Regions from separate parts of the Rattus norvegicus genome. Here regions 1 and 3 are each linked to region 2. The links are chromatin contacts, called in public Hi-C maps. All regions are on one chromosome and are shown on one strand. Each heading gives the region's core, a stretch centred on a gene start, on an enhancer-like site or on the middle of the called end of the contact. The rest is flanking DNA. Distances are from core to core; before and after follow the strand shown. Region 1 overlaps Rpl12-ps2 (ribosomal protein L12, pseudogene 2). Region 2 holds the start of Pfn2 (profilin 2). Region 3 holds the start of Rnf13 (ring finger protein 13).

Evidence for each region. A called contact is a pair of places that touch in the nucleus more often than the background predicts.
Region 1: a contact with region 2 is called in a Hi-C map of Schwann cells, with 4 times the contacts expected there. The contact joins the enhancer-like site here to the promoter of Pfn2 in region 2. A contact is called at or near these places in 2 of 12 Hi-C or Micro-C datasets (Schwann cells and frontal cortex) and 1 of 1 datasets of contacts at active chromatin or transcription factors (oligodendrocytes).
Region 3: a contact with region 2 is called in a Hi-C map of frontal cortex, with 2.2 times the contacts expected there. The contact joins the promoter of Rnf13 here to the promoter of Pfn2 in region 2. A contact is called at or near these places in 2 of 12 Hi-C or Micro-C datasets (Schwann cells and frontal cortex) and 1 of 1 datasets of contacts at active chromatin or transcription factors (oligodendrocytes).

The regions. Positions count from the first base shown.
Region 1 is chr2:144,383,074-144,387,779 of GRCr8, reverse strand. The region is part of intron 1 of Rpl12-ps2 (ribosomal protein L12, pseudogene 2); the gene reads left to right. Among named protein-coding and RNA genes, the nearest start is that of Kmt5al1, 54 kb to the left of the region's middle. Within about 2 kb of position 2,934, at least 1 of the 93 cell types and tissues checked has an H3K27ac peak or open chromatin away from gene starts, as enhancers often do. A contact at or near this core is called in Schwann cells, where this site is marked.
Region 2 is chr2:144,219,993-144,224,629 of GRCr8, reverse strand. It overlaps Pfn2 (profilin 2), which reads left to right and starts at 1,694. Exons shown (of 3, transcript NM_030873.2): 1 at 1,694-1,955; 2 at 3,912-4,104. The coding sequence starts at 1,824. The region is part of intron 1 of Rpl12-ps2 (ribosomal protein L12, pseudogene 2); the gene reads left to right.
Region 3 is chr2:144,075,839-144,080,449 of GRCr8, reverse strand. Rnf13 (ring finger protein 13) reads right to left here and starts at 2,479. Exons shown (of 10, transcript NM_001109444.2): 1 at 2,408-2,479. The region is part of intron 1 of Rpl12-ps2 (ribosomal protein L12, pseudogene 2); the gene reads left to right.

The DNA.
Region 1 (4,706 bases), core at 1,685-4,184, 160 kb before region 2:
ACAGATAGACCAATGGAATAGAATTGAAGACCCAGAAATGAACCCACACACCTATGGTCACTTGATTTTTGACAAAGGAGCCAAAACCATCCAATGGAAAAAAGATAGCATTTTCAGCAAATGGTGCTGGTTCAACTGGAGGGCAACATGTAGAAGAATGCAGATCGATCCATGCTTATCACCCTGTACAAAGCTTAAGTCCAAGTGGATCAAGGACCTCCACATCAGACCAGACACACTCAAACTAATAGAAGAAAAACTAGGGAAGCATCTGGAACACATGGGCACTGGAGAAAATTTCCTGAACAAAACACCAATGGCTTACGCTCTAAGATCAAGAATCGACAAATGGGATCTCATAAAACTGCAAAGCTTCTGTAAGGCAAAGGACACCTTGGTTAGGACAAAACGGCAACCAACAGATTGGGAAAAGATCTTTACCAATCCTACAACAGATAGAGGCCTTATATCCAAAATATACAAAGAACTCAAGAAGTTAGACCGCAGGGAGACAAATAACCCTATTAAAAATGGGGTTCAGAGCTAAACAAAGAATTCACAGCTGAGGAATGCCGAATGGCTGAGAAACACCTAAAGAAATGTTCAACATCTTTAGTCATAAGGGAAATGCAAATCAAAACAACCCTGAGATTTCACCTCACACCAGTGCGATTGGCTAAGATCAAAAACTCAGGGGACAGCAGATGCTGGCGAGGATGTGGAGAAAGAGGAACACTCCTCCATTGTTGGTGGGATTGCAGACTGGTACAACCATTCTGGAAATCAGTCTGGAGGTTCCTCAGAAAATTGGACATTGAACTGCCTGAGGATCCATCTATACCTCTCTTGGGCATATACTCAAAAGATGCCTCAACATATAAAAGAGACATGTGCTCCACTATGTTCATCACAGCCTTATTTATAATAGCCAGAAGCTGGAAAGTACCCAGATGCCCTTCAACAGAGGAATGGATACAGAAAATGTGGTACATCTACACAATGGAATATTACTCAGCTATCAAAAACAACGAGTTTCTGAAATTCGTAGGCAAATGGTTGGAACTGGAAAATATCATCCTGAGTGAGCTAACCCAATCACAGAAAGACATACATGGTATGCACTCATTGATAAGTGGCTATTAGCCCAAATGCTTGAATTACCCTAGATCCCTAGAACAAACGAAACTCAAGACGGATGATCAAAATGTGAATGCTTCACTCCTTCTTTAAATGAGGAAAAAGAATACCCTTGGCAGGGAAGGGAGAGGCAAAGATTAAAACAGAGACTGAAGGAACACCCATTCAGAGCCTGCCCCACATGTGGCCCATACATATACAGCCACCCAATTAGACAAGATGGATGAAGCAAAGAAGTGCAGACCGACAGGAGCCGGATGTAGATTGCTCCTGAGAGACACAGCCAGAATACAGCAAATACAGAGGCGAATGCCAGTAGCAAACCACTGAACTGAGAATAGGTCCCCCGTTGAAGGAATCAGAGAAAGAACTGGAAGAGCTTGAAGGGGCTCGAGACCCCATATGTACAACAATGTCAAGCAACCAGAGCTTCCAGGGACTAAGCCACTACCTAAAGACTATACATGGACTGACCCTGGACTCTGACCCCATAGGTAACAATGAATATCCTAGTAAGAGCACCAGTGGAAGGGGAAGCCCTGGGTCCTGCTAAGACTGAACCCCCAGTGAACTAGACTATGGGGGGGAGGGCGGCAATGGGGGGAGGGTTGGGAGGGGAACACCCATAAGGAAGTGGAAGGGGGAGGGGGATGTTTGCCCGGAAACCGGGAAAGGGAATAACACATGAAATGTATATAAGAAATACTCAAGTTAATAAAAAAAAAATCCCAACTACTACTGAGTGAGGGTAAAAAATGTAGGAGACAACAAATATTCTCTCTCACTTGTGGTTGGAACTAAAGTGTTACAGCCACAGGGGTTCTGTAGTAGCATCAAAGGAGCTCCTCCCAGAGATTCAAACCCCAAACTGACACCAGTTCTTTGAGAAGTTCTTTTCTTAGGGACCTCCACACAGGTAAAGCCAGAGCATTGACTATGGACAGACAAGAATTTTGGGGTAAATCAGAGTGAATCAAAGTGAAAGAGTTTATTTTGAAGAGGTAAAAGAGAGTGAGTGACATAAACTTATTCCACTTAGACATGGACACCTGTAAAAGGCTCCACAGTTACTGTATCTGTGATTCTGTGGCTTTTTAAAAAATTACATTGCTCACAGCATGAAGTTAGCAAGGTTTAAAGATTACGCAAACTTACAACTTCAAATAAAAGTTTAAAAGTTAAGTGAAAACCTACCACTTGATTTTTCTAAAGTATTGTGGAAATGACTATTTTTCAAAAAAACAAGGTCTATAGATTAAATGCAATCTTCATAAAAATTCCCATGCCAGTCTTCATTTAAATAGAAAGTCAATCTTAAAATTTATGTGAAACACAAACACAAACCAATCTTAAACAAAATGCACATTGCTACAGGCATGTCATTGTACCTGATTTCAGACTACACAAGTGAGTCACAAGTAACAAAAAAATTGGCCCAGAACCAGAAATGTACATTTTATGAGTATTCCGAAGTGAATTTAGTAGCAGACTAATAAGTCTTTGATTATTAGCCTTGCTGTAGCTACTTCTGCTAATCTAGGACATCCACAGGGCACAGAGTCTAGTAGTTTGGAGAAATAGGCTACAGATCTGGGAATGCCTCATAGCTTTTGGTTGAAAAACCCCTATTGTATGACTTTTCTTGGAGAGGCATTAAAAAGAAAGATCACTTTCCCAGATTGAGCACCCATGACATAGAAATTATCCCACCCATGTCTACCTTAGTGAGCCATGCATTTAGTAGGGTTACTAAGAGGAGCGTGGGCGACTCAAAGGCTCATTCATGAAAACTGACTTCCGGAAGCTCCTTACACAATTTGTATGCATGCTTGCTAGTCCTAGATTCCCTTCACACCCTTTACAACCCTGGGCAGACAGTTGTGAGTCTTTTAACTTTCTCAGCTCCATGATCCTAAATTTCATGAGCTTCCTGCACCTTGTATATTTCTCAGTATCCTGAAGTGTATGAGCTTTAGTATGAAGGAAATAGCTACAAAATTTACAATGCCATCCCTTGTATTCTGTCACACACAGGGTTAAAAGCTTTTCTAAATCAAGAATTCTCAAGACCAGGCCAACAAGAGTAACTCGTTTGAAAAACTCACTGCTATTTTCTCACCAACCGTTGGTGGCATCTAGGGCCTGGTCCTCGTGTGGTTTCATGAAATTTCTTAACAATGATAACAATATCTGGAATCCAAATTGGCAGAATCCAGCCATGCCTAAAAAGGCTATGAGCATAGTTTATGGAGGTCCTACGCATAGGAGTACTTTTTTCTTTTTAGCAGACAAAGCCCACTATTCTGGAATTAGGACATGCCCCAAATATTTTACCATATGTTGAGCCTTTTGAGAGGGTAGTCATTATCTTATGCTTCCTAGAAATTTCAGAACATTAATAATATCAGTCTAATTTTGCAGGGCTGTACATAAGCCACCTATCTACTGAAATAAGCCTCATTTGTTTATAGTTATATTAATTATTTTTGCATTTTCAAACAGGTAAGAGGTACTCCTAAATTCCTGTGACAGAAATACACACATGTTGTTTATTACACACACACACACACACACACACACACACACACACACACACTTATTGTATATAATAGTTTCTACTATTGAAATCCAACAGACATTTTGATTTGGGATATAACGGAAATGTGGCAGTTTGAAGGAGAATAACTGGTACAGTCCAATGCTTGGTTTTCAGTTGGTGGAACAGCTTGGGAAGATTAGAAGGTGTGGCCTTGTTGAAGAAGTCATATACTTGTTGGAGATGGTATGTCACTAAGGGTGGGTTTTGAGAAGTTTACACCATTCTGGTGTTCTCTCTCTCTCTCTCTCTCTCTCTCTCTTATATTTTGCCTTTGTTTATGGTGTCTCTTCATAGAATAGGAAAGTAACTAAGACAAAAGTTGGTTCCAGGGAGTAGGGTATTGCTGACAGGCCTGACTACGCTGGTTTTTGTAAACACATGGATGATGTTGGGACTTTGGATTAGGAAAGCAGTTTAAGCTGTAAGTAGAGTTTAACAGACCATTCTAGAAGGAACTTTAAATATAGTAGTACTAAAAGCCACATAGACTATGGAGGATCTAGGTCTTCAATTCAATTCCTTTGGTCAACATGTCTGTTTTTATGCCAATACCATGCAGTTTTATTGTTATAGCTCTGTAGTACAGCTTGAGATCATGATGGTGATACCTTCCAAAGATCTTTTAATATATAAATTGTTTTAGCTACACTGAGTTTTTTGTTTTTCTGGATGGACTTGAGTATTGTTCTTTCAAGGACGGAAAGAATTGTGTTGTAATTTGATGGGAATTGCATTGAATCTGTAGATTGCATTGGTAGAATGGTCATTTTTACTATGTTAATTCTACTGATCCATAAGCCTGGAGATCTTTCCATCTTCTGATATTTTCTCCAATCTTTCTTCAATGGCTTGAAATTTTTAATCATACAAGACACTTGCTTGGTTAGAGTTAGCCCAAGATAGTTTGTATTATTTGTACCTATTGGGAAGGAGGTTGTTTCCCTGATTTGTTTCTCAGCCATTTTCCCAT
Region 2 (4,637 bases), core at 445-2,944:
TGAATGGATAGTCATCAGGGAGTGACACTACTTGGGAAGGATTAGTAGGTGTGGCCTTGTTGGAGGAAGTGTGGTACTGTGGGTGGGCTTTGAGGTTTCCAAAGTCCAATTCAAAACCAGTGATGCTCTCTTCCTGCTACTTTGGGATCCAGACATAGAACTCTCAGCTATTTCTCCATATCATGCCAGACTGCATACTTCCAGGCATGATGAGAATGGACTAAACCTCTGGAACTGTAAGCCAGGCCCCAATTAAATGCTTTCTTTTATAAGAGTTGCTGTGGTCACAGTGTCTCTTCATAGCGATCAGAACTCTAAGACATTATTTTTTTTAAAGCCCAATAAATAAATAATAAATAAAAGTTCAGTGATGCTATTATAAAATTGTCAGTGTGCTCCACAACTTTAAACTTGATGATAGTTTGCAATCTACTGGAGCTTTCTTTCCCTTAATAAGCAGGTCGGGTTTGTCACCTCAAACTGGTCATCGTTGGGGAACATCTGATGCTGAGTCTAGACCCAGCACATAAAGTTAATAAAGATGTAGGAGAATGTTCGGAGACTCTTAAACCATTTCCCACCCTGTCATATACAAGTCTTCCTCGGATGTAGATTCTGAATTATTTTCACCATTTAGTACAGTGGGTCTCAACCTGTGGGCCTCAAACCCTTTGGGGGCACATATCAGATATTTACATTATGATTCATAACTAGCAAATTTACAGTTATGAAATAGCAACAAAATAATTTATGGTTGGGGGGTTAGCACAACATAGGTAACTGTGTTAAGGGGTCACGCTCAGCATTAGGAAGTTTGAGAACCACTGGTCTAGTTCAATGAATCTTTTCTAGCTCGACTATTCTTTGTATTTCGTGGATGTATTTAACGCACAGTAACTTTTCCAGTTACCAAGTACGCATAGGGTCTGGTTTTTTTGTTTTGCTTTGCTTTGCTTTTTTTAGTTAGAATTTCTGGACCGTTGAGCCCCATGTGTGATTAGCAGCACTGCGTTCAGGGCAAAAGCTCCACTGAACCTGGAGTTCCTCGTACTCAAAGGAGGCAACAAAGAGCTGCGCTGCTCCGTTGCCACTGCTCTGATTTCAGGAGCGTGCGAGGCGCAGCTGGCCAAGGTCTTTCAAGAGACACCTCCCCAAGTGTGGGCAACCCGCACTGGCCGCTCCCACTACAAAGAGTAAACCCTCGTCTGCATCCCGTCACCAGGGCAACCCTGCCACCCGACACCGGTGCTGTCAATAAATACCGCGTCCAGGGCTGGCACTTGAGGAGTGAGCACCGCGGCCGCCGTGCACCCAGAGCTCTGGCACCCTACGGCGCCCACTCAAGCTGCCTCGCCTCATAGCCTGCGGTGAAGCCTCCGCCGCCGCGCCCCAGCCCTGCTCCCGCTCGCCTGCCGCACGTGTGGGCCGTGATTGTCCCCGGCGGTATCCCTCCGCGCCCCCGCCTCAGCTCTCCCGCCCTCCCCGGGACCCTCGCCGGCTGCGCTGCGGAAGGATCGCACGCACGCGCGTACACGTCCCGCTGGCCGCGGAGAGCCGAGGGAGCTGCGGTGTGAGTCGGCCGTCGCCAGCCCCGCTGCAAGCGTCGCTCAGCCGCTGGCCCCTGAGCCCCGCGGCCGCGGCCGCCCGGCGCTCCCCGCTGCGGGTCCTGTCCCCGCCCGCCGCAGTTCCCCGGAGAGGGGCGGTCGGTGCCTGCGCAGAGCCGCCTCCTCCCCGCCCCCGCCCCGCCTCCACCGCCGCCGCCGCCGCCGCTGCTGCTGCGCCTCTGCTCCTGCCGTCCCCGCTGCAGTGCGAAGGGCTCGAAGATGGCCGGTTGGCAGAGCTACGTGGATAACCTGATGTGCGATGGCTGCTGCCAGGAGGCCGCCATTGTCGGCTACTGCGACGCCAAATACGTCTGGGCAGCCACGGCCGGGGGCGTCTTCCAGAGCATCACGGTGAGGCCCGGGGGCGCCGAGCCGGCAGGTGTGCGGCGGGCCTGAGGAAGGGGACGCCCGCCCGCGAGGAAGGGGATGAGGCCGGGGCTGAAGGATAGGGTACCGCCGGCTGAGGAAGGGCATGCAGCCGGGGGGGCCCCCGTGCCAGCCGCTGAGCCTGGGGATGCTGCCCGAGGCCGCGCGGGGGCGGGGCGGCCGGACTCTTCGCCCCGGCGGCGCCCCGGCTTGCGGCTGCCAGGGTGGAGGAGGGGACGTCACCCCGGGAGGCCCCTCAGCGTTCGGGGAGCCCGGCGGGCTGCAGTGCAGGTCCCCGGGTGTGGGCGGGAGGTCCTAGGCAGCAGGCTGGCCCTGGCTCGGCAGTGTGCGCGGGATGTGGGTGGCGGCGGTGGCCGGGTCCCGGGAATTAATGGAGTGACTTTGCGTAGGCTTGCGGGTGTCCAGGCCTCCTAGGCTGGAGAGAAAGGTACGCGGACCACGTAGGTGGAATCGTGAATCTACTTCAGCTGTGGCTCTATAGTTTTTTTTTTCCTCCAAGATGGCGAACTGCCATTGATTTCTCTTCTCCACCTATAGAGATTCATCGATATACTGTTATCCCCAGTTACGCAACATAGCTCTAAAAAGGGGATGGTTTAAGGGTGATTTAAAAAAAAAATCTGGGGAGTCGCTGGGGGGGGGTGACACTTCTCAAGTCACTCCCTCTTTAGTGATGGTAGTAAAAGAACTAATACCGATATCTGCTTCACGTTGTCTCATCTTCATGTGACTTGATGGCATTTGACTCGGTTGCCACACGTTTGGAGTATATTCGTCAATCAGCCTCCAGCACTGCTTATTGTTATGCTCGTTTCTATGCAATGCTCTTCTTTAAAATTTTGGCACCAGTATCAAGTACAAGACCATTCCCTTAATTTCTTAGTTCCACACTCCCACTCCCTTCCCATCACCTAGGAAAAATCAAGTCCCATATCACAGGTGCTCAGCATTTTACTACTTAACATGGTTTAATATATCAGTGTGGATTCAGTCCATGATAGGAGTGCTTTAAGATCTCCTGTCCCCATGTGAGAGATCACAATTCCTACAGCGAATTGACATTTGGTGATTTAACTTTTTTTTTCTGCAGTCTTGCCTTTGTGTGTGAGTTCCCGCTGTCTGGCTTAAGAAGATTGCGGGAGTATGCTTGGAAATGGCTGGGGCCTGCTATGACTCTGCAGTTCTGATGGGGGCGACGCCTTCCTTCTTATTCATGGAATGTTAGAATGAACGTATTCTCTTTTCTATTCTGCCGGCTAACTCACTTTCCTTACCAATGCCCCTCCATTTTCTCTCTGATTTTACTATTGGTTACTGCAGTGCTGTAGACAGACTCCACACTGCATTTGTCCAGAAGGAAAAGCTGATTATTGAATGGAAGGGCAAGGCAAGTTGGAGAGAAAAAAGTGGCTAGAAAAATAGGAGGGAAAAACGAACTTGGAAATGCCCCACAGTGATGGAGGTGGTGTTTGAGGCTCACACTGCCAGGGATATTTCAATCTGCTCGAAACAGAGAAGTGAGCAGGTTTATCTGGGTAGACTTTCACTCAACTTTAACTTTGATGCAACATGACTAATGTGGCTGAATGTGACAGACAAGCTTTTGTAAGAGCTTATAGCTGAATCTTTACAATTACATAAGCACCTTCAAGTAGCACCTGACTTGATATAGTTTATAAATAACTCAATTTCAGTTTGTAGCCGGTGTCAACTGCCAACTGTTTAGGGAGACTCTTTGTACCGTTGCTATACTCTGGCTTTTAGTTAGCAGACCTCACTGCAAAAGCAAACTAATGTGTAAATCATGTAACCGTGTAATGATAAAAACAAGAACAATCAAGATATTTACATCAGCACACAGTTTGTTGTATCAAATTCTGATTAACTGTAATTTTTTTCTTCTTTGTTTTGGGTGGCCAGCCAGCAGAAATAGATGTGATTATAGGAAAAGACCGGGAAGGTTTCTTTACCAATGGTTTGACTCTTGGAGGAAAGAAGTGCTCTGTGATCAGAGATAGCCTATACGTTGACTCGGACTGCACAATGGACATCCGGACAAAGAGTCAAGGTGGGGAGCCAACATACAACGTTGCTGTTGGCAGAGCTGGGAGAGGTAAGCAAGCTGGTTTTTTGTGCCTGAAAGTTGCATGCCACGTTAGAACTTGGGTTTCTTTAATGGTTTAAGTAAAGATTCGTTCCTAGAGACTCTTAAGGGGGTTTGTGAGCTGCTCAGCACTGAAGGCTGGCACTGCTACCATCTCGTCTGTTTCAGAGTGGTGCGTACGCGCCTCACTCCTCCCCCTGACTGCTGTAAACTGCCACAGCTTTAGTAATCTTAACAATGGAAAGTTGCCTCTTAAGCCGTCATGTTAGGATGCTGGGGTATATGTGGTTGTTAAACTGTTCTGGTCACTTAGTTATTTTTGTGTCTAATTAGTCTTGTAGAGCTCTCCTTTAATGTTTCCTTAGATTTGAAATCCGTTCCCTGCTCATCATAAAAAGGAAACAATCACATTGTTTTATTTTTCTGCCAGGAACATTTCGGAAGAAGAGAGAAATAATCTAGAGTTTTAGAGTACATGTCCCATTTATTAAAATACTTCCAAAGAATGAGATTTTAATTTGAAAAGTAGGAAACTACATGCA
Region 3 (4,611 bases), core at 1,230-3,729, 140 kb after region 2:
CTTCTCAAATCAATTTCTGTGCGGTGCAACATCTTCATAAAACATTAATTTTATGTTTTATGTGAGTTCAATAATTATCTACAGAATATGTGGATTTAGAACCATCATTCATGGACAGGCTTTGTTAAAATGAACTCACGTGTCTATCAATCCTGTTTCTTCTGAGAAACGTAACAATGCTTACTAGCTGCCTTCCCCTTTTTGTGTCACAGGAAACCACAGTATGTGGCACTATTCAGTAATAACAAGTCAAACAGTGGAAATCACAACTTTGGCTTACTCACTTTCTTTCAGCTATATATTACTATTTCCTAATTTTAAAATGTCCAAAGTCATAAGCTTTACTATAAAAGCCAACTATTTTTAGCTAATGCTAACATGACATTATTTTATCAAGCCAGTTAATATACAGCTAATAAAAACTACAAAACATAAAGTGTCTCGATCAACTCAATAAACCTACCCCAAGAGGTAAACACCTACTCTACCCTCACTTTGCTGAAATTAGTGCCCCAAAGCTGATATAAACTGTTAGTCTCAGATGCAGAAATATCAAAGGAAGTAGGCTGCATGCTAGTAACAAGCTAGGCTCCTCTAAAATTCTTACAGAAATAGGAGGACAAATGAGTGGTTAACCCCAAACCCTCCCATACTCAATTTCCCTAACCATGGTTTTTACCATGGCATTACTTAACACCGCACATCAAGACATCATGTTGACTTCAAGTAAGGCAGAGAAAAACATACACATACTACTACGACATTACTAACATTCCCTATACAGAGACTGAAGTTCTGTATAATCAATTCAATGAAGCTTAACTATGTACAGACATACTATATTTTATCTCATTTAATCTTCACAGCTTTACCTTTTTTTCTTTTTTTCTTTTTTTTTTTTTTACTTATTGTGTGTGTATGACTTGGGAGGTAAGACATATACCACAAGATTCATGTAGAGAGCAGAGAACAGTTTTATGGAGTCAGTTCACCCCTTCCACATTTGTGTGGGTTCTGGAAATCTAATCCAGATCATTAGGACTGCACAGCAATCTCTACTACTCACCAAACGATCCCACTAGCCCTTCCCATAGTCACTGAAGACTGGAGGGTTAAGTCTAGTCTGATCCCCAAATTTGAAACTCTTTGGAAACAGTTTTTCAATACACTTTACATTTTCCTCACTATCCACATTAACAAACAAACAAACAAAAACTGTGCCTGAAATTGACTCTTTCACCATAAATTACAAAAAAAAAAAAAAAAAAAAAAAAAAGATTAATGAATCCCTGTGGCCCTCTACACTCAACTCCTATTTAACTACCACAGTCCAGCTGCATTCCTCTGTAATGGAGTTATCTTTTTGACTCATTGAAAACTGTCTTTAAACAAAGCTTGATGGTCCCGTAATTCCAGAACTGGGTAAGCTGAAGCAAAAGAATGACAAGTTTGAAGTCAGTCTGGGCTACACCTAGGGACCCTGTCTCAAATAAATAAATAATGACCCTGTGGCCAATTAAAGTCTGAAAAGCTCTTCCCTAAATCTTTAAATTGCCTGTCTCTACTGGCTCTTGGGAGGCACGGCCACTTTACTGTATTGTATCAGAAAGTGCAGCTGTCTTCTCGGCACTGCTGAAAGGAACGCAGTTTCCACTGGAACTGCTGCATCACTGGGAGCAAGCAGTACCACCCAGGCAGGTTTGGGACCAGACATCTGCCCCTAGCAGCTGCCCACGGTGCTGAAACTGAGGATAAAACGGGAGTTAAAGGAAATTAACTACTGCCAGATTAGAAAAAAAAATAGGGCAAATGGCCGTAACCAAGCAGAGAATATGCAGCAAAGGCTACCAAAGTTGTTTCCCTTTTAGGGGCAGATCAACTCAATAAGCGTCCTTGCAAAAGTTCGGACTTCCAAGATTGGGTGGAGAGAGAAAAAAAAAAAAAAAAAAAAAAAAGCAGTTGTGTGGCCCTAGCAAGGTCACGTCTAAGCCTGCAGGCTTAGCTTTTACGGAAGGGGAGTGGATGAGAAAGGAAGGAAGCGAGCGATGAGATTTTTTTTTCTTCTTCTTCTTTTTTAAAGAAAAAACAGTCCCGAGAGTATTTTCGCTGAGGACTCAGAGGAAAGTCCTGGAACCAAGAGAAGTCTTCCAAGTATCTTTCCAGGTCACGGGCACCTTTGGAAGAGACCGTGGAAGCAAAATCTACAGCCGGTCCACAACTTCAGACCTACGAGCCCACAGGATGGGGTGCTAAGGACTCGTCTCCGACACGGGCCTATACTGTCACAGCACAAAGCCGAGGAGCCCCACGATCTCCACCGCCGGCCACCGCACCCAGGCCGGAGTGGGTGTGTTCTCCCCGCCAGGCCCGACAACCCCCGCCTACCGCTGCGGAGCCACACTCTTACCTGAAGTCCGGCCCCCGGAACCTAGGGTCACGGCCACCCAAGAGAAGTCGCTACCCGGACTTCATGACTGAGTATCCGCACTGAGCCCCTACCCAAGCAAGTCGGTGAAGGGACCACAACAGCGGGCGAGCGGAAGTCCCGCCTCCCACGCCTCATTGGCCCACACTCGGAGGTAAAGAGACGCTATTGGGCTGTGACGTTGCCCGTCACAGCCCCGCCCCTTTCGCAAAGTCGCGCTGCCTGCCTCCGCTGTGTCGGGAGAACTGCCCAGTTTTTGATTGTCGTTCTGAACCGCGTGATCCATCATCCCTATTAGGAACGAGAAGATGAAGGAGGGATCGCTTTTGGAAACCCTGGGTGCGGTGGAGAAGCCACCCAGGACTGTTCCAGCCTGGTCGGCAGATGATTGGCTTGCAGAGCGAGACCCTAGTGGAGGCTGTGTGTCTGAGTGGCCCGTACCGATTCGAGGCCGAAGAGCGGCCAAATGTCCTGCGCTCCTCTGGCGAGCCGGGCTCTGAAGGCGGGGAACGCCGGGCGACGCCTTGCACTGGAATCCAGGTCGGGTTAGAGCTAGCCGCTGGAGGTTTAGGCACGAACCACGAGGCCTGGCAGGGAGCCGGGCTGATCAGCTCACTGCTTGACTAGCCAAAGTCCAACCACGCGATTCAGTCCTCAGAACAGACATTCAAAAACCTTGTCACCTTTTGAAGAGCCAAAATCCCATCCCTAGTGTTCCCCTCATACTTTTTCTCCCCCTAATCTGAAAAGGCAGAATGCTTGAATTTAAATGACCTATTGGGCCATTGACATTATCAGCTCCTAAACTACTGCTGTTTGTTTTTAATGCGGTTTGATGCAAAGATTCTGACATGCCCTACTGGTCCTACTGTAGCTTGAAATAATAAGGCATCTTTGAGGCCCATAATACTGACATCAAATATTTAATTAAAATGTTTGGGTTTGGGGTTGGGTTATAACAGGGATATGAGTAGTTTATAGCCTCGTTTGCTTCAGGAGCCCTAAGTAGGTGGGGAACAGGAATAGAAAGATTTCCTGTTCTCTTTTTCCGTGTGCCTTTTTAACTAGAACCTATACCACACAAGCAATTTTAAAAAGCCAATGTAAGGGGTTGAAGATTGAGTTCACAGGCAGAGCTCTTGACTAGCAAGCACTAACTCTGGGTTATAAAAAGGCAAGAAACAAAGAATCAAGTTTGAAAAATAAAGACCATCAAGAACATTTTCAGCTGTGTAGCCCACAATTCTATAGTTGGTGTATTCTTTTCATTTATTGGGAAGAAGACATTCACAACTTCGTAATTCTGCTTTGACGAAAGTCATAAAGGTCAAGATTAGGAAAATGAGGGTAACTACTGCACATACACTTGCAAAGGGGATACCTTCTGGTGCATTTTTAACTAAATTCTCTCAAAATTATTTTTATATTAAATCAGATTTCTTCCATGATATAAAAAAGTTTTTTTTAAAAAGACAAAAAAAAATAAAGACTTTTAAGAAAAGAACATTTTGCTTCTGTATTCAGTCTGCTCTGTAGACCATGGTAAATATATAGTTCTCTTAGAAATAAGTAAGCTAATGTATTTGTGTTTCACTTGGGCAGATTAATTTATATATATATGTGTGTGTGTGTGTGTGTGTGTGTGTATGTGTATATATGTATATATACATATATATTTATGTAATTATGTGTGTGTAGATATATATACACATACACACACACACACACACACACACACACACTCCCCCTTGTATTGAATGAAGGTAAATTAGAAGACAGAATGGAAAATAATATTTTCAATTGTGGTTTTTCAAGAATATGAAAAGTTTAATAGAGTACGTGATGATTTAAAAAAACACACACACACTAATTATTCCCTCCTAAAAACAAATCATCTGGATGTGATGGGGCAGGCCTAAAATCCCAGCACTCAGGAGGATCTGAAGTTACAGGGTCTCTTTAGCTTTATAGTAACTTCAAAGCCAGTCCAGGAAACATAAGACTGTCTTTATTTACTGTGACAATATGCCATAACCAAGGCAACTTATAAAAGAAAGTGTTTAATTGGGCTTTCTGTTTCGAGGGTGTATTAACCAGGGTTCTCTAACAGAACTTAGAGAATGAATATATATGAATATATTAATACGTGTGGGATTTATTAAATGATGTAAATAAAGGCTGTTGTC